Linked DNA regions of Mus musculus: all the other regions are linked to region 2. Evidence: chromatin contacts called from public ChIA-PET data. All regions are on one chromosome and are shown on one strand. Each heading gives the region's core, a stretch centred on a gene start, on an enhancer-like site or on the middle of the called end of the contact. The rest is flanking DNA. Distances are from core to core; before and after follow the strand shown. Region 1 overlaps Hlcs (holocarboxylase synthetase (biotin- [propriony-Coenzyme A-carboxylase (ATP-hydrolysing)] ligase)). Region 2 overlaps Chaf1b (chromatin assembly factor 1, subunit B (p60)). Region 3 overlaps Hlcs (holocarboxylase synthetase (biotin- [propriony-Coenzyme A-carboxylase (ATP-hydrolysing)] ligase)).

What was found. ChIA-PET counts read pairs in DNA pulled down with a chosen protein or histone mark.
Region 1: an RNA polymerase II ChIA-PET map of memory CD8 T cells shows a contact between it and region 2, with 6 read pairs. The contact joins two enhancer-like sites. A contact is called at or near these places in 5 of 115 datasets of contacts at active chromatin or transcription factors (the HPC-7 cell line, the NIH/3T3 cell line, embryonic stem cells and 2 more) and 1 of 9 other capture datasets (embryonic stem cells).
Region 3: a contact with region 2 is called in an RNA polymerase II ChIA-PET map of memory CD8 T cells, with 18 read pairs. The contact joins two enhancer-like sites. A contact is called at or near these places in 2 of 115 datasets of contacts at active chromatin or transcription factors (memory CD8 T cells and pancreatic cancer cells) and 1 of 9 other capture datasets (embryonic stem cells).

The regions. Positions count from the first base shown.
Region 1 is chr16:94,219,642-94,224,165 of GRCm38.p6, reverse strand. All of the region lies in intron 6 of Hlcs (holocarboxylase synthetase (biotin- [propriony-Coenzyme A-carboxylase (ATP-hydrolysing)] ligase)), which reads left to right. Among named protein-coding and RNA genes, the nearest start is that of Hlcs, 68 kb to the left of the region's middle. Within about 2 kb of position 1,270, at least 99 of the 459 cell types and tissues checked have an H3K27ac peak or open chromatin away from gene starts, as enhancers often do. A contact at or near this core is called in memory CD8 T cells, where this site is marked.
Region 2 is chr16:93,905,825-93,910,033 of GRCm38.p6, reverse strand. Chaf1b (chromatin assembly factor 1, subunit B (p60)) reads right to left here. Exons shown (of 14, transcript NM_028083.4): 14 at 3,928-4,129. The coding sequence ends at 4,017. Among named protein-coding and RNA genes, the nearest start is that of Gm31012, 21 kb to the left of the region's middle. Within about 2 kb of position 2,058, at least 63 of the 459 cell types and tissues checked have an H3K27ac peak or open chromatin away from gene starts, as enhancers often do. A contact at or near this core is called in memory CD8 T cells, where this site is marked.
Region 3 is chr16:94,184,253-94,188,518 of GRCm38.p6, reverse strand. All of the region lies in intron 6 of Hlcs (holocarboxylase synthetase (biotin- [propriony-Coenzyme A-carboxylase (ATP-hydrolysing)] ligase)), which reads left to right. Among named protein-coding and RNA genes, the nearest start is that of Sim2, 100 kb to the right of the region's middle. Within about 2 kb of position 2,943, at least 57 of the 459 cell types and tissues checked have an H3K27ac peak or open chromatin away from gene starts, as enhancers often do. A contact at or near this core is called in memory CD8 T cells, where this site is marked.

The DNA of each region.
Region 1 (4,524 bases), core at 21-2,520, 310 kb before region 2:
CCAGGCCAGATCTCATGACTTCCCATGAGTTGTGAAAATGTCAGGTTCGTCGGTGCCTGTTCATGCCACTAGGAAAGGTAGCTGTGTGCTCGGCCCTTTGCAGGGAGGGCATGTGGTGTGAAGGTGGAAGGTTGGTCGGCAGTCGTTTAATCTGTTTGTCTGTAACCAAGATGATCGCATTCCTTTCTTGGAGAGTACACACAGCCAGCCATTGATGTGGAAACTGAGAAAAAGCAAGACTCGGAATATTTAGAGTTTTTCTTTAATGCTTAACATGATTTCTGACCAGCATGAGATCCGGTTGTACTTCTGGTCCTAGGTGGACACATCACTGGGTGGCGAGCCTAAGACTACTCCCCGAGAAGGCTGTGAGCCTACAGCCAGGGGAGGCTGTGAGTAGGTCTACAGGTCTGGTGCAGTCAGACACATGTGATAAGAAAAACTTCTCAAACGTTGGTTTAGGGGTTAACACGAGTCCTAATTAGGAACAGTTTAGACAGGTTTAGAATGGCGTGTTCACGAGTGTGTTCTCGGAGGTGTGACCACTCACTCACCTGTGTCCACGTAGTATGGAGACAGAGGCTGAGCAGTGGGTGGGTTTACAAATGCATTGTATTAAAACCCTGTAAATGTGTAAAGAAAAAATAACTGTAATATCGTGTTGGGTAATGAAGCAGCTATTTCCCCTGTTTGTTAGGTCGCCTCTCCTCACTTCCTCTTTCCTGAGTTTGTTTTAAGGCTTATTTACAACCTTTGTTTTTCTTTCAAATAAAACACCTGTTTTGGAGCAAGAGCTTCATGGTTCTCACCTGCCCCTTACCAGGTTCTTATACGCGGGCACACCTCGGGGACAGAGAGGTCTGTTTCTGCATGGAGGGTATTCCGTCACTTGGAGAGCCCAAAGCCACATACTTTCTGCGTTGCACAAGAAGTCATTCATCATTTTCAGTTTAGACAAAATGCTAACACTCCCCGAAGAGTATTCAAATTAGCAAGGAGAAGGGTGAGGTCAGTGGCTGGTAGAGGAGCTTCTCCTAGGCCGTGGGAAGGGCATGGGGAGCAGGAAGAGTCCAGAGAGGATGGGAGCCTAGTCCTGCCTGTGGGTTCCAGAGGTCACCGGAATGGTAATGGAGTTTTCACAGTTTGGAGCTGGAGAATGTGTGTGTATGTGTGCAGCGTTTACCCAAAACCGAAAGTGCCTGGTGGGGCAGGTGGCCATGTTAACAGCCTGGAAACCTTGGGCTACTTTTAACAGCCTGGGGTGCAAAGTGACTCTCTCAGCCTGTCTGGGCCAGCTTCCTTGTTTGTAAGGTGAGAGGGCTATGCTGTATCTGTGGCTTAAGAATGTCTAATATTGCAATTCTTTCTTTTTATTCTTTTCTCATATATCACATCCCAACCACAGTTCTCCCTCCCACCCCATGCCTCCCCGTCTCTTCCTCCCCACCTCTGCCTCTCCTCAGAAAAGATCAGGTCTCCCAGGGACATCAACCCACCAGAGTCATTACAGTAAGACCTAGCACATATCATTACGTCTAGGCTGGACAAGGCAGCCAGTAGGAGGAAAAGGGTCCTACAAGTAGGCAAAAGAGTCAGGGACAGCCCCACCCCCACTGTTAGGAGCTTATTTTGTTTGTTTTTTTGTTTTTTGTTTTGTTTTTGTTTTTTGTTTTTGTTTTTCGAGACAGGGTTTCTCTGTGTAGCCCTGGCTGTCCTGGAATTCACTTTGTCGACCAGGCTGGCCTCGAACTCAGAAATCCGCCTGCCTCTGCCTCCCGAGTGCTGGGAAGGAGCTTATTTTTTTAAGTAATAAACTCCTTCTCAAATGAGGTAAATACAGGAATCTACATACAAGTAGCCACAGGGGCTTTCCCAGCCTTAGGGCTTGCATGGAGGCTGGACAGGAAGGTACCTGAAGTCCTTCAGGCTGGGATACTCCCTTGCTGGCTGACTTCTTTTATTTTGAGCTCTCACGTTCTCTCCTTTAAGCCCTTTATGCCTCCTGGAGGTGCTGTTCAGTCGGAAGGTAAACTCGCTTTTCCCTGCGGATGTTCCATGCCACGGGAGAGTCTTATTCACAGCACACGGTGTCATGCGAAGTTCTCGACTTCTCCAGGGTTGCCCTAGGGACGGATGGCCAGAACTCCCTCTGGCACCCAGGGAAATCTGCGTGGGCCCCGTGGCCCTCTCATACTAAGTAGCCACTGTCGTGGGTGGAAGTGGGGAGCAGTTGTCTGGGTGAATGTTTAAATGCTTCCCCTGGAAGGAACTGTGTCCTGGGGTCACTTCCAAGCCAAACAGCCAGACTTTGGGGGAGCTGGGATGGCCCAGTGTGGTAGTACCCACCTGCCATCTCAGCTTTTGGGAGGCAGAGGCTGGAAGATTGGGAACCCAAGGCTGTCTTCAAGTGTGTAGTAGATTCCAAGACCAGCTTGGAATATGTGAAGCCCTGTCTGAATACTGGTTAAATAACTGGTTGGCTGTTTAAGTCAGTAACTCCATGGACTGCAGAGGAGTTGGTGGCACTGCAGTAAGAACTCAGCTGCCCTGGGAGCCGCCCCGGCCCACAGAGCCATCTGGAGGCTTGAGAGGCCCAGGACGGTGGAGGGAGGGGAAAGTTCAGCAGAGGGGGAGGACGCTGTCTCAGGTGAGGTCTTACTAACATTTTAGACCTTAGAGTTCCTTCCAAGCTTGTTTGGCTGGTCAGCAGGTAACACCTAGGCTCTGCCTGGCCCCATGAGGGAGGGTCCTTATGCTTGGAACGAGGTGCAGAGTGCGAGGTAGAAGCTTATGCAAGTTCTGCCTTCTCCCTTTTCTGGAGCTTTTAATCCTCTCTCCTTCGTTTAGTGTCCTCTCCACTTTTGAAAACAATCCATGGAGCTTTGTCATCTCAAACGAACCAAACAAGATATAATCTGACTTTTAGCTTTCCTCGATATCTGTAGAGGAGATCCAAGATGCTTGGGTGTTGTGATCCGCGACTGTGAATCTCAGGCGAGAACCTGCACTCCTGCGGGAGGCCCGTAGAATGCTTGCACAGCCCTTATTTTGGGCCCTTTTTTCCTCCTTTCACCGGTGGCTGCCAACCTTAGGGGCATTTGTGGAAGTGAGGGCATCTCCCATGCCCCGCATCAGGTGGACAGTGTTTTCCAGACCCATTTTCTCTTAGATCTGAAAGGCCAGCCACCCACTGCAGTCCGCCTGTGCCCCATTGCGTCTGAACAGCCACAACGAGTCTCTCCTGTCACAGGCTCAGTTAACAGTTACTGACCTCATGCCAGCTCCATCTCTCTGAATGGAAATTATAGACTCACCTCATTCCACAGTGGAAATCTGACTGTGACTCTAAATAGAAAAAACACTTAGTCCTCCCTGTCCCAAGTGCTTGGCTGTGTCTCTGTTGGTTTGACTACTGTTGATTGCCGTTATGGACTTTCTTGTCCCATATAGTTTGTTTTCTAAGCCTCCCCGTCCTACTAGTGGAATGGGCTGCTTGTTCCTCTGTGCCATTGTCTGTGGATGCAGATAGCAACACGGATGAGCCTTTTCTGAGACCTACATTAGGTGACGGTGGCCACACCCAGGGCCTTGTCTTAGGTGACAGCCCCGGTCCTGACTAGCAGCTCTCTCTCTGTGTCCTTAAGTAGCAGCTGGTACAGGACATTTCTAGTTAATACAAACTTCCTGTGAGAGCCGAGGCTGCCTCTCTCTTTACCTTCTGTCTCGTTCATGGTAACCCTTCAGAGGTCAGCCACAGTGAATGCAATTATGTAGGTCTCGAGGTCTAATGTTTTGTGAACTTGAAAACAAAACTGTAATAATGATTAGATTTTAAAAAATAAACAGTGCCAGAGACCTATGGGGCAGTATGAAAATGTCTAGTACATGTATAATCAGAGGTCCAGGAGGACAAGAGAGAGAAAAAATATTTGAAGAAATAACAGCCAGATGTTCCCCCAGTTTAACAAAAGACATAAATTTACAAGTTCAAGACATTTGCAAACCGAAGCAAAATAAATACAGTGAAATGCACCTAGATCCCCTGTACTCGGTGCCAAAGCCCCAGATGACGAAGGAATATGTCAGTCAGTCCAAGGAACTGGTGCTGCACGTTCACAAGAGTGGAGTGGCCTTCTCAGAAGCCACACAGTCCAGAAGACTGTATTTACAGAGTCAGAACTATGTTTTATTATTTTTTAAAGATTTATTTATTATTATACATAAGTACACTGTAGCTATCTTCAGGCACACTAGAAGAGGGCGCAAGATCTCATTATGGGTGGTTGTGAGCCACCATGTGGTTGCTGGGATTTGAACTCAGGACCTTCGGAAGTGCAGTCAGTGCTCTTACCCTCTGAGCCATCTCTCCAGCCCCTCTACCCCCAGAACTATGTTTTTAAAGGGCTCAAAGAAAATAAAGCTGTCGATCCGGACTGGTACATAGAACAACACGCTTGTGCAGCAAAGGCCAATGTTTTCAGATGAACAGCTGACCATGGAAGGACAGGAGAGAGCAAGCTCCCG
Region 2 (4,209 bases), core at 809-3,308:
ACTGGACGGAAAGGTGGCTGATGAGCCCAAGATTTATCACTCTCTGAAGGACAAGGTAGACAGTAAGAGGAAGGAGCAGAGAGGAGCAGAGATACAGAGGGTTGAAAGTGAAGGCCAGTGAGCCGGCTCAATCGGTATAGAGGTCTGCTGCCAAGCCCAAAGACGGGAGTTCGATCCCCGGGACCAGAGTGGTGGAAAGGGAGAACCAACTCTTACAGGTTGTCCTCTGACCTCCACACGCACACTGTGGCACATGAATGCCCACACATACAGGTGCACACACATTTAAAAACAAAAAAACGAAAGAAAAATGTACCCTAAATGTTTAATTTAAAAGCATCATCAGAAGGGCATCTGGGTGACAGCTGGTCGGAGGCCTTGGTGCCCACCCTGGGCAGACCTCATGCGGATGGTGCAATTCATGGTCACTGAATGCTTTCTCAGGGAAAGGGTTAAAGTGAAAGCAGACTCGCTTGCTGTAGAACATAACTCGGGCAACTGACCGATGGACAGGGAGAGGCACGGCTGGGAACCTGGTCCTCTCCACTGCTTGTTCATTTGTGTTTGTATTGTTTTCATCCGTGGGATCCAGGGAGGTGCTGAGGATCAAACTCAGGTCGGCGGGGTTGGGGTAACCCATTGAGCCTTCTCTCTTGACCCCCTTTTTCTCCTTTTGATTCAGTTCAAGACCCCAAGCCCACAGAATGGTGTTGCCCATGTTAGGGGGCCCTTTCCCACCTCAATAAATGGAATTCCCCCAAGCCCCTCACAGACACGCCAAAGGTTTGTGTCCAAGATCCTGTCAAGTAACAATCAACATCGGGCTGGCGAGATGGCTCCGCGGGTAAGAGCACTGACTGCTCTTCTGAAGGTCCTGAGTTCAAATCCCAGCAACCACATGGTGGCTCACAACCCTCCGTAATGAGATCTGACGCCCTCTTCTGGTGTGTCCGAAGTCAGATCTCATTAGGGACTGTAGCAGTGTACTTAGATATAATAATAATAAATAAATCTTAAAAAACAACAAAAAAAATCAATATAACCACCATAGAAGGGCTTAAAAAAATGGCGTCTTGCCCGGCACTGTGGAACACGTTGTTAATACCACCGCTCAAGAGGCAGAAGCGGGGGGGGGGGGGTCTTTGTCAGTTCAAGGACAACTGGGATGACATAGAAATATCCCACCTCAAAAAAACCTCCAATAATAATAATAAACCATAATAATAATAAAACCATAATAATAATACAAAGATTAAAAATGGCTTCTTTGCTGTCTTCTTTCAACTAGGGAAGCTGGCAGAAGCCCATGGGACATTAGGAGCTCTTATAACGCTTTTGTCTGAACTGTTGTTGAAAGCTCTGTGATTTTAAAAATAAACTCATCTTTTTTTATCGGGCATATTTATACATGACCTATGTCCTGATATTTTATTAAAACTTACATCGGCATTTCTAACAGATTGGTGTGATTTGGGGGGGGGGGTACATTTGTAAGTACATGTGTGCAAGAAGAGAGGGAGGACCCAGCTCTGGCTGGAGAAATAAAAGGAGACCCTGGGAACGCAGAGGCCCCAGGAGTAAGTTCTCAGACTGCTGTGGAAACCACATACCCAGCTGTGACTTAGGCTGAGCCAACCAGAAAGGTGTGACATTGAGCACTGAGCAGCCAGCTGCACCTCACCTCTCTGTGCCCCTGTGCGGGCTGGGTTTATGTCAACTTGACAAGAGTCATCTAAGAGGAGCAAGCCTCAATTTTAAAAATGTCTCCATGAAGCCGGGCGTGGTGGCACACGCCTTTAATCCCAGCACTCGGGAGGCAGAGGCAGGCGGATTTCTGAGTTCGAGGCCAGCCTGGTCTACAAAGTGAGTGCCAGGACAGCCAGGGCTACACAGAGAAAACCTGTCTCGGAAAACAAACAAACAAACAAACAAACAAACAAAAAATGCCTCCATGAGATCCAGCTGTAGGGCATCTTTTTAGTGAGCAATGCAGGTGGGCCCAGCTCTTTGTGGGTGATGTCACGTGCCCTCCCCCAACCTTGAGTGGGCTGATTCAGACCTTGTGTTTGCCACAGCCGGGGTGGAGTCTTCCGACCTAGCTAAAGTCTATTGTCTGCCACACCTGCAGCTTCCTGCAAGAAGCCACTACCTGCAGAGCAGCCTCAGCTGGCTGCCCTGCCGAGATCCTGACAAGGGAACAAGATCCTGGCATATGGGGGATGGGTTTCCCCCCTTTTTGAGTTCAGACTCAAAAGTAAATATTGAGCCTTGATCAGAGAACTTTGTCTCGCTGTCCTTCCCATCCATCCACAGCTTTCCTTTTAGGAACCCAGGAGCCCGTGGCCACTGGCGGCTACAATGCCATCCCTGGGCTGGTGTTCCTGGGTTTTATAAAAAAGCAAGCTGAGCAAGCTAGGAAACAGCACCCCTCCATAGCCGGCCTCCAGGCTCCTCCTCCCTGAGAGAAGAACAAATGGGCCTCTCCTGGCTCCATGGTGTCTCTTGGGCTGCAGAGACAGTTCCCTCCACCCAGGATGGGGAGCTGGAAAGTCTGAAGGTCCCCTCTCCCCAAGGATGTTTAGCCTGGAAAAAAAGGCCAATAGAAGTGCAGGCAGCTGCGAGGGGCTGCGGAGGGAAGGGCCTGCTGTGTGAGAATCAGCAGCAGGCACAGATTGACCTACAAGTGCTTTGGGTCGTATGTATGCTCCAAGGGGCATCGGGATGTGGGGATTCTACTCAAGGTGACCCAGGAGGCCAACCAGCCGGACTCAGGCTACCATCTGCTCTCTGGTCCAGGCTGGTTTACCTCACTGAACCTCGCGCACTTGCTCAGTTCCCAGCACTGGCCCGAGTTGGTAGCTAATTTGGGAGGTTGAGTTGGAGAGTTTTTAGATGCAATTAAGGGTTAAATCCCTGGAGGTTAATGGTACCCACTGCCTCTGCAGAGGGTCCCAAGTTTAGTTCCCAGTTTCCCCCAAGGCAGCTCATCACCACCTGTAATTCCTGTTCCAGGAGATCAGACACCCTTTTCTAGCCTTCCTGGGCACCCATGTGATCCACATACATACATGCAGGCAAAACACTCATGCATAGCAAATATTCTTAAATTTTAAAATTCCTCAAGTCTGAGCAAGCCATCTGGTGCAAGCAAGCATGGCGCTTTGGAACTGCTCCAGCTGCTGAGGGCTGAATTCACCCCTCCCCAGCCCCCGTCCAGGCAGGAGCAGAGCCTGCAGCAGCCGCCTGTTCACTACCAACCTACCCAGGTCTGTGTACACCCTTATCAACAGTTCTGTGGAGTCCCTCGGGTAGTTACATCTGGATGTGTTATGGAGTTACGGAGGCCAAAGATCCCACTTGCCCTTCAGTGGGGTGTCCTCCAGTTACCGCGCAGCTCCCCTAAGGGTAGCAAGCTCTCAATGCTGGTTGCCCTGAAGAGTGTGCTGTGCCTGGCTCACCCACAGTACCTGACTCTGAACGAGTGAAACACAAATCCACACAGGAACTGATGTTATCTTGTTTTCTGAGCCCATCCCACTGTGATCCAAAGGTGCTGCCACCAGATCCACAACTCTAGACAAGGGCAGGCTCAGACGGAGGGTCAAGCAAGGCAGCCAACCATCAAGCCCTCTGAGCGGAGTCAGTGGGCACAGTGACCTCCAGTGGCCATTGGAAGCACTGCATGCTCTCACTTGAATTTCTCATTTGTAGGACAGATGGCCCCTGTCTTCTCCTAGCCCTCCTCTCTACCAAGAGTGTAAAGTCTGTCAAGTGAAGGGATTAGGGTGCAGAGCAGGTTTCCCAGTCTCAGAAACTCATCCAAAAGAGGCCTTTGCCTAGCATAATACGCAGAGACCCATGGGAAGGGGTGACTGAACAAGGGCATGCAGGCTGCTACAGCGAAGTCAGCACACACACTTTTTCTATGTGAACCAATTCATGAGTGTTTATTTGGCCACCATCACCAGCCTTCGAGCTTTGGCCTTGCCTCCTCTGCACGCAGGTGCATAGCAGGCTCAGACAGTCTTGGAAGAGTCATCAGGGGCCAGGTTTTGGGCATCTCCTTCACGTTCCTCAAGCCTGGGTCTCTTCAGTTCAGGAGGCTCCTCCGGTGGCTCCCCAGGAGCCTCTGAAACATTGACAGACTTAAGGTTAGCAAGCAGGGAGGGCTTCTGTGAGTCAGGGTGACATGAAATAAGGAGGCAAGTG
Region 3 (4,266 bases), core at 1,694-4,193, 280 kb before region 2:
AAGTAGAGCCCAACGCTGAGCCTGAGTGTGCGTCTCTCAGGACCCAAGAGCTGAGACTTGTCTAGAAATAAAACTGTAGCAGACATTTGTAATGTGCCACCTAGAGTTTCAGAGGGCCAGGGGAACTGCAACAGATGTCTCACTGAAGTGAGGAGGAGGGAGGGGAAGAGGGGATGAAGAAGAGGGAGGAGGAGGAAGAGGAGGAAGAAGGGGAGAAGGAGTTGGATGATGTCTAAGCTATGTCCACGTCAAGGTGAAGGACAAATATGTCAAGTTGCTAGGCCATAAAACCAGTAAGGTGCCAACTGGAGCGTGCTGAGTGAAGCGAGGTGAATTTTTAGAGCACCTTCCTTTTTTTTTGTTTTGTGTTGTTTGTTTTTTAAGTATCGCTCAGTTTTCCTTGATTAGCAGCATAAGCCGATCCCCGCCCACTTATCTCCCTCCTAGGGGTGGTATCGAGTTTTTAAACGGACATTCTGGCATTTTCTGAAGGCCGCGACCTCTGTTACACTTTTCCTTCCCGAGGAGATGAAAGGCGCGATCCTGGAGCCCGTGCTCACGGCCGGCTTACGTAAAAGGGATTTATGCAATCACATTTACAGATGGTCTTTTCTATTGATCACAACTTTTATGCAGGGGATCAATTTTAATCTACTTGGCATCTTTAATTGCTTATCCACTTAAAAAATTAACCCGGTGGATAGAAGGGCCTCTTCTAATGTGAATTGTTTTTGCTGTTCGTGAAAATACGGCATTATGTTATCTATTACAGTCAGGAGGAAGACTGCTGAATCTGCCGCTAACCTTTGGGGCAAAAAGGAAGAATGGAGGGAAGGCAGGTTTTGCCTGCACTTTCTCATACAGTTCCAGGGTGCTGATCCTGGCAGGAGTGAAGAATTCTCCAGCTTTCTCATGCAAGTTCCCAGTATCAGCGATACAAACAAGGATGATCTGTAGACAAGACATCCGATCCTGTTGTCAGGACCTCAAGTGTTGTCGCCGTGCCCTGGACTGGTAGATGCCCTAACTCAGTTCCTTCCTTTCCCGACTCCACATACACAAAGAGCTGGATGTCCCTTCTACAGACTACTACTACTACTACTATTATTATTATTATTATTATTATTTATTATTATAGTCAGGGTTTTTCTGTATAGCCCTGGCTATCCTGGAACTCACTCTGTAGACCAGGCTTGCCTCAAACTCAGAAATCCACCTGCCTCTACCCTCCAAGTGCTGGAATTAAAGGCATGTGCCAACACTGCCCGGCCAGACATTAATTCTTAAAGAAAGAATAGAGCCATGGAGGAGCAGACATAAGGTCCCCAGGAGCCGCTGCAGGAGGGAGCTTCTGCTGAGCCAGCTGTCTCTGTCTCTGTCTCCTCTCTCTCCTCTCTCTGTCTTTCTCTCTCTCTCTCCTGTCTCTCTGTCTGTCTCTCTCTCTCCTCTCTCTGTCTTTCTCTCTCTCTCTCGCTCTCTCTCCTCTCTCTGTCTTTGTCTCTCTCTCTCTCCTGTCTCTCCTGTCTCTCCTGTCTGTCTGTCTGTCTGTCTATCTCTCTCTCTTTCTCTACTGTCTGTCTGTCTGTCTGTCTGTCTGTCTCTCTCACCGTTGGGTGTGCACGTTTGGAGAGGAGTTGCTTCTTCTCCAAACAGACTCAGTCATAAGCTCCGGCCCTTCCCATCCGTCCTGTCAGCAGATGTCCTTGTTGCCTCTTGTCCTCTTGGCTCTGCCGTGCAGCCTGCGACCTTCCTTCAAGCACCTCTGTAACCCACCCCAGCCTTCTCTTGTTCCTCACTCCTCTGTGCTCAGGGCCGTCCAACCCTGGAATCCCAGTGTCTCCATCCTGCCCTTGGTCTTTCCTGAGTAAGCTCCAAACTTACTAGGAGGCAATGTGACAAACCCGCTTCCTTCCATGGCTGATTCACCGTGTGCAGGCGAGCTTTCTCACTGGTAAAAGGGGAGTGGTGATGCCGTATCTGTCACTCGTGGTGAGTGGACTGGTTCAGAACATGAACCGTCTGTTGATACGGCCACTCTAGAAAACGCTACAGGACATTAACGTTCATTGTGAGTTGGAAGTCAGCTCAGAAAGACCCCTTGTGGGCCCAGTAGTTAGGACAATCTCAGAAGAGTGGGATTTAATACAGGTGCCTGGGGATTTGGGAGGTCAGTGACCGGTGCTGACTCTATCATAGCCTCAGCAGCGGCCACTGCTCAGCAAGGAGACGTCCCCACTGGAACTGCTGGTCTCAAGACCTTCCCTTGCAGTTGAGACCCCACGACAGATCCCCACTGTGGCTGCACCTGCTCACAGCACCTAGGGAGCATGCGGCCAGGCCCTGGGCACTCTAGCTGCTCTGCGGTGCTGGGGACTGGACGTACAGAAGCCGAGCAGAACAGCAAGAGAGTCGCAGGAACGCACCTCCCGAGCCTCACCTGCAGGGCATCTGGGAATGCCCGTGTGCGTTTGTGCAGCATCGGAAAGCCAGGAAAACACCCCACAAGGAGTGTAGGAGACCTTAGGGTACCAGCACCCCTGATCTATTCCTGGGGTCATCTAAAAGAAGAAGGCTTTTCCTGAGAACAAACAGGATCAGTGGATGTGTTGTGGGCTGCTCCACTCGGCCTCCATGTCTCTCCACATCACTGGGTGCCTCCTTTCCTCCTTAGCCCCTCATCTCTGCTGCACAGCTCATCTCCAGAAATGCCCTACTGCCTCCCAGTGCCTCTGGAACCTTCGCTTTCATCCGCGGCCCGAATCCTGAGGTGCTTACCACTACCAGGCGCCACCGAGATAATCCATGGACGCTGGACCACATCCAAGCTCTGCCTGTGTTTTGAGAGCCCTTTCACACGGGCCCCGGAGATATATCAGTTCCTGTGCAGCGTCTTGCCTCTCAGAGGCGGCCTCCCTCCTTTCATCTCGTGCTCAGTGACTTCCTCTTCTGTGCTCTGCTCCATCCTCACCACACTGCCGTCATCATTGTCATCGTGGTCGCTGTGAAGGCTTAGTCCTCATCAGCCATCAGGTCACAGCTCCTGCCTCCCCTCCTTGGAGACAGAGTTGCTTACTTACACACCTTCCCGCTTACCTTCTAGTAGGCTATTTTGTTCTGGATTTTTAGTCATCTTGTAATAGGATTTATTTACTTGTCCCTTCGAAGTTAAAATTGATGGGTGGCGTAGACCTTTAGTATACGTAGGAAGAGAGAAAAGTCACTGGCCCACTGTAACGGAAAGAAGAGGAGATAACTAAGAAGACCTAACATCCCAAGGGACAGGGAAGGACAGCCATGCGACCATCAGAGAAGCTCCTCTTGTCGTGGGGGTGCCTCCGCCAGGCCTGTAAGAAAGAGAATGACCCAGAACAGGAGGAAGAGAGCCAACATCTCCTTCACTGTAAGCCTAAAAGATTATTTCACACAGTGCTTAAAAAAAATTTATGTAGGCTAGTCAGGAACTGTACCACAAAGCACACAGGTCGGAGCAAAGTCGTGGGCCGGATGGCTTTCTCCGTTTGTTGTTCTCACATTAAAATCGGTCCAGAGTGAAGCCAGGGCAATCCCCCTCATCTTTCTTTTCTTTTTAAAAGCCCACGTGGGCCTCTTATTCCTGGCATTAGGTGGAAGAGTCTCCTCCATCTCCAGATGTTTCTCCTCTGGTCTTTTGGGGAACGGTACCCCTCACTTTATGCCTTTCAGCTAGGGCTGCAGATGTTAGAGTTCCAGTTCCAACTGGATTGTATCCTTAGTAGTTCCTGGTTTGCTGTTTGCTGTCCAGAAACTACTGCATTACAGGTGTGATACCAAGTAGCTGAGAAGCAGTCAGGATCCATGGTTGTCCGGCAGGGCTAATCCTGCTTGTGGCTGGACAGGGTCCTCAGATTGGGAACAGCTTGGGGACTTCCTGGTAGAAGTGAGTCTACCTGGTGTATTGGAGTTGAGAAAGGAAGAAGGACGAACAGGGCACCTCTTACAAATCAAAACTGTGTATTGTGTGTGTGTTTGTGTGTGTACACGTGTGTGGGCACATGTGCATGACTGTGTGTGTGTGTACACGTGCATGTGTGTGAGCCCATGTGTGTGTCTGTGTGTGCATGTTCATGTGTGAATATGCACATGTGTGAGCAAATGTGTGTGTGTGTCTGTGTGGGTACATGCTCAAACTCATATACATAGACATTAGAACTAAACCAATCTCAACAATTGATTAACAAACAGCAATTATTTTTAGTATCAAACTAAAGGAATATACATTATTGTTTA